Regions from separate parts of the Mus musculus genome. Here region 1 is linked to region 2. A link is a contact called in public Hi-C data. All regions are on one chromosome and are shown on one strand. The core of a region is the stretch at or near the end of the contact, and the rest is flanking DNA. Distances in the headings are between cores, read along the strand shown.

Region 1 (2,730 bases), core at 9-2,508, 340 kb before region 2:
GACACCCCCACCTTCCACACCTACCCATTCATCACCAGTGGTGGTGGGGCAGTTCTTCTGTGGGCAAATCCTAAGATTGTCTAGATTAGTCATCTACGCATACCTTGAGCCAACCTAGTGTACTTAAACTGAATAAACAAATAAACCAAGGTATGTAACTCTAAACATGGCAAGTGAGTTCCTCTTCTTGGAGAGAAGTTTTCTGAGAGCAGAAGCATCTATTCCTCTTCTTCCTTCTGAGACAGGGTCCCCTCCTGTAGCCCAAGTTGTCCTCAAACTCATGGTCCTCCTCTCTTGGATTCCTCCTCCAGTCCCTACAAATGCTGGGATAACAGGTGCACATTTATTTTTGCTTTATAAATTATTTTTTTTAATATCCAGGTGGTGGTGGCGCACACCTTTAGTCCCAGCACTCAGGAGGCAGAGGCAGGTGGATCTCTGGGAGTTTTAGACCAGCCTGGTCTACAGAGTGAGTTTCAGGACAGCCAGAGCCACATAGTGAAACCCTTTCTTGAGCCCCTCTCCCTCAAAAACTGTATCTATTTATATGCAGGGGAGGGGGGCAAGGGACAGTGCATGTGACAACTCTGTGCACTAGGAATTCAGAGGACAGCTTATGGAAGTTGAATTTCTCTTCTACCATGTGAGTGGGTCCCAGGCATGAACTCGGTTGTCAGATTTGGTAGTGAATGTTTTTGCCTGCTGAGCCATCTCACTGGCCCAAGAATAGGCCCATGGAGTAGTAGGAGCAGGCGCTGAGAGCTGAGAGTTGGACTGCTGTGGTTTAAATTGTGGCTTTGCCTCTCACGAATGTGTGATTCTGACTAGCCTTGGTCTCTGAAAAAACAGGGGTTATGATTTTTGTTATCTACGTCTGTGTAACAGAAGACAGAACTGAGTGGCTTGGAAATAGCAACTGTAGCTCATGATTTATGGGTCAAAAGCAGGCAGGGCTCAGCTGGGAGATTCTTCTGTTCCTAGGGGAAATGGCTTTTTCACTTGGGTCCTGGTCTTGTCTGCAGGATCCAGGATGTTTCCCCTCAAATCAGGGAGAGTTAAAAGCGACATCCAGCCAGGCCCTTCTCCCTCCCATTACCCCCAGACCCTTCTCCCCAGGATGGAGGCAACTCGGCTCTCAGAGATTAAAAAGAAGCTGCCAATTCTCTGAAAACCTAGGAGGAACTGGCTAGAGCCATTTCTGCTTATTCTGTTGACCACAGATGTCACAGGCTCAAGTAGATTCAAGGGAAGGGGGCAGTAAGACTCCACCCCAGGAAGGAAGAAGTGTCAAAAAAATATACCTTAACCTGCCACACTGTGGTGCCATATCCTAAAGCTGATATGCAGATTAAACTAGCAGAGCAATTGGAATCCTAGCACTTGGGAGGCTGAGGCAGGAGGATGGTATGTCTGAGGTCAGGCTGAGCATGTGGAGAGATCCTGGGTCGAAATTAGAAAAGAAACATTTCCTACCAAATGCTTGATAACTGACTGCTATCTTATGGCATTCCTTCATTTCTCCCATCACACTTAGCCAAGACTCAGCACCCAGCCACGTCTCACTACGTACTTCTGGTGCCACAATTCAGAGGAGGAAGGGGCATGTGGATGATTTAGGCTAGCCTAGAAGTTGGAGATTCTTACAGCAATCCATTGAGTCACATTCTGCAAACCTGAGATCCTGCTGGAGTCCCAAGACTCTGGTAGGAAACTAAAGTCCTCAGAGGCCCAGGGGATCCAACACAAACCCAACACACCCTTTTCTAAGGCTCTCCCCCAAATTCTGCTATAGGGAGGTCCCATAGGTTATAAGCATGAACTTCTGCCCATGTTTATCTGTATAGTATGTGACCACTGAACTTCAAAGCTAAGTCTGTCTCTTGGCTTTTTCTTTCATGGCCCCTGCCATGAATACTTCTCAAAGAAAAGCAAGTGGGATCTCCGTGGCATACTTCCAGAGAATGACATGACAGGCTGTGGTCCTCAGGATGCTGAAGCCAAGGAGAAGCACCTCAGATGTCTGTGTGGAAATTCCCTCAAGACTCCAAATGCAAGCCATGAATAGCTGAGTCACATCATCTATCTGATTTCTCCAAGAATTTAAGATCCTATCACAGTGTGCTCAGATTCCAACTCAAACTACCATGTATGCCCCACCCCATGCTTTAGTTTGCAAGATGCTCACATACATGTGAAGGCCCAAGGTTCTCTGGGGTGGTTATTCACCTCCTGGTTTTTCAGATGGGAAGTGGGAGCAGCAGGGGGATGGCCATAATCAGCTCTCTAGGGAAAACTAAAACCATCCTGGGTATAGCACCTTCTGGTTTTATGATATACTTAATTTCTAGCTGGGGAGAGGCACATACAACTCTCTCCAGAGGTTCTGACTGATTCTAGCATGACCAGGGCCTTAGCCCAGAGGAAAGACTGCCTGTGCTCATCCGGCAGAGGCAGAGGCAGAGGCAGAGGCAGAGGCAGAGGCAGAGGCAGAGGCAGAGGCAGAGGCAGAGGCAGAGGCAGAGGCAGAGGCAGAGGCAGAGGCAGAGGCAGAGGCAGAGGCAGAGGCAGAGGCAGAGGCAGAGGCAGAGGCAGAGGCAGAGGCAGAGGCAGAGGCAGAGGCAGAGGCAGAGGCAGAGGCAGAGGCAGAGGCAGAGGCAGAGGCACTCCTGGAACTCTATCTCCATTGCCTTCCTCACTGAGGCCACGTAGCCCTGACCTGCTTCCTTTCTG
Region 2 (2,700 bases), core at 198-2,697:
TGAAAATACGGCTGTACTATGGCCGTCAGAAGCCATGCATTCCTAAGAACTCTCCATATCAAGAAAAAGATGCCACATCAAAAAGGACAAACTATGCAGAGGACACTTAAACAGTAAGGAACACGGACGGCTTATAGCCACAGACACATCACTTAATTTATTAGTGGTTGTTGACACAGGTAACACATAGAAGCTATCACAATTTGCTTAATCTGCAAGACTGGAAATGCCAACTGCTACCTGGGCAAAGGGTACTGTACTGGCTAGTTTTGTGTCAACTTGACACAGCTGGAGTTATCACAGAAAAAGGAGCTTCAGTTGAGGAAATGCCTCCATGAGATCCAACTGTAAGGCATTTTCTCAATTAGTGATCAAAGGGGAAAGGCCCCTTGTGGGTGGGACCATCTCTGGGCTGGTAGTCTTGGTTCTATAAGAGAGCAGGCTGAGCAAGCCAGGGGAAGCAAGCCAGTAAGGAACATCCCTCCGTGGCCTCTGCATCAGTTCCTGCTTCCTGACCTGTTTGAGTTCCAGTCCTGACTTCCTTGGTGATAAACAGCAGTATGGAATTGTAAGCTGAATAAACCCTTTCCTCCCCAACTTGCTTCTTGGTCATGATGTTTGTGCAGGAAGAGAAACCCTGACTAAGACAGGTACATTACAGTGTTTCCAGCAGATATTATTAGCAAACTGTCAGAAGATAATTTGCTAACAAAAATTAAACTGTGCTTGTCTTATGACATAGATCTTCCTATTTCTAGAATTCAATCTACTAAAAGAGATGTTTTTAAAAAGTATATAGTAGTAACATTTAAAATAATAAGAACTGGGCAAATTCATCAACATGCAACAACTGAATTAGCAGTTTTTATCATCAGAGTACCTTGAAAACTAGAGAATCCTTGGGGCTGGCGAGATGGCTCAGTGAGGAAAACACTTCACTGCCATGAAGGCCCCGTAACCTAAGCTCCAACCCTAGAACCCACTGTGCAAGGAGAGAACCAACTCCAGAAAGCTGTCCTTGGACTTCCATGAGTGCACCATGTGTATATACACGTGTATATACATAACGATTTAAAAACATAAAGAGACCAAGGGGCTCAGAGGTTGAGGACTGACTGCTCTTCCAGATGATCTGGCTACAATTCTTGGAATACACATAGCAGTACACAACTGTCTGGAGGCATACCCTCTTCAGGCCTCCATGGGCACGAGACATGCACGTGGTGCAGACATATAAGCAGGCAAAGCATCCACATATATAAAAGAATAAGAAAACAGTTAATGCAAACAGAGCCTAGATTTTAATTTGTGTGTGTGTGTGTGTGTGTGTGTGTATATGTTGGGAGATCATGAACTAGAAAGGGGATCATGGGAAAGGCAGAAGAGATATGAAGGGAGAAGTAGAGACAGTAATGGGATAAGCTTGGTAAGAGCAGAAAGAGGAACTATTTTGAGGAAGGAAGGGAGCGAGTGTGGGCAGGGGGGAGAGCAAAGCACAGCAGCTCATGTGTAGATGAAAATGCTATAATGAAACTCACCACTTTGCATGCTAACCTAAAAATTATTAGCAATTTTTCAATGTCAATTCACAAGGAATCAATGCAACATGTACTCCTGGGCACTCTTGGACAAAACTGGAACACGTGACTTAAAAGGACACTGTTGTACCAACCGGCTAGAGTTGGCAGGGTCAGAGTTTATCTCCTTTTTTCTGTGGCTCCTGTTTCCACATCATACACTGTAGTACTATCCAAGGTAAGGCAAGGCTAGAATAACTGCTATTTCTTTCAAAATGTGTGTGTAATGCTCTGCTTGTGTGATAAAGATGTGATACAGCAAATCCAGCTAAAACCCTGACAATTGGGTAGTTGAAACATTCACGCTATTTTTTTGCAACTTTTGGTTAAATTTGAAACTATTTCAAAATAAAAATTAAAAATTAATTCCAAATTAAGTGACAAATGCTCACAAATGTGGCATCTCACATTTGGCTAGTAGCTTACTTGAAACATGATTTAAAATTATAAAATGTTAGCAACTCACATAGATACCTTGCCCACAAATTTTAAATAAGTATTTAATTCCTTGATTTAACTTGTACCTCTTGTTTAAAAAAAAAAAAAAAAAAAAAGTTTGTCTTGGCCTCCTGGTTGGTTCAAACCTGTAATCTCAGAACTCAGGAGTCTTAGGGGGAAGAATTTAGAGTTTCTGGCCAGGATGAACTAACTATGTAACAAGACCCCATCTACATACATACATACATACATACATACATACATACGTCTGTTTTATATTCCAGTTCAGATATCTGAAATAACTGCTGTATTAATAAAGCTTCCAGAAAATCGGCCCTAAGATATATTGCTTCTACACTTGCACTATATCATTCCAAATTATGCTTTTTTCCTAATCTAGCCTAATTCCTTAATCCTAAACTTCCAGTCTGTTAATTGTTTTAACATTACTATTTTAAGATTACTGGGTTTCTTCTTCTAAATGATCAAGGCTTAGGTTTCTCAGACACTGTGTGTTCATGAAAAGTCAGACTCCATAGTAAACGCTGGTGTGTCAGTGACCTGGCCTGGTAGGAACTCAGCCTTTGTCATTGTGATGGTAACCAGCAGATTAGGATATTAGGCACTAGTCTGGCCACTCAGAATATGAAAAAATTTCCTCTTCTTCTGGAACTTTATTCAATTT

Evidence for each region. A called contact is a pair of places that touch in the nucleus more often than the background predicts.
Region 1: a contact with region 2 is called in a Hi-C map of bone marrow-derived macrophages, with 32 read pairs. The contact joins two enhancer-like sites. A contact is called at or near these places in 3 of 15 datasets of contacts at CTCF or cohesin (large pre-B cells, pro-B cells and stem cell-derived epiblast-like cells), 53 of 484 Hi-C or Micro-C datasets (B cells, the Ba/F3 cell line, the C2C12 cell line and 32 more), 5 of 115 datasets of contacts at active chromatin or transcription factors (the HPC-7 cell line, acute myeloid leukemia, bone marrow-derived dendritic cells and 2 more) and 1 of 9 other capture datasets (embryonic stem cells).

Annotation. Positions count from the first base shown.
Region 1 is chr12:102,337,854-102,340,583 of GRCm38.p6, reverse strand. The region is part of intron 3 of Rin3 (Ras and Rab interactor 3); the gene reads right to left. Among named protein-coding and RNA genes, the nearest start is that of Rin3, 56 kb to the right of the region's middle. Within about 2 kb of position 1,258, at least 29 of the 459 cell types and tissues checked have an H3K27ac peak or open chromatin away from gene starts, as enhancers often do. A contact at or near this core is called in bone marrow-derived macrophages and microglia, where this site is marked.
Region 2 is chr12:101,993,783-101,996,482 of GRCm38.p6, reverse strand. All of the region lies in intron 8 of Cpsf2 (cleavage and polyadenylation specific factor 2), which reads right to left. Among named protein-coding and RNA genes, the nearest start is that of Cpsf2, 19 kb to the right of the region's middle. Within about 2 kb of position 1,447, at least 56 of the 459 cell types and tissues checked have an H3K27ac peak or open chromatin away from gene starts, as enhancers often do. A contact at or near this core is called in bone marrow-derived macrophages and microglia, where this site is marked.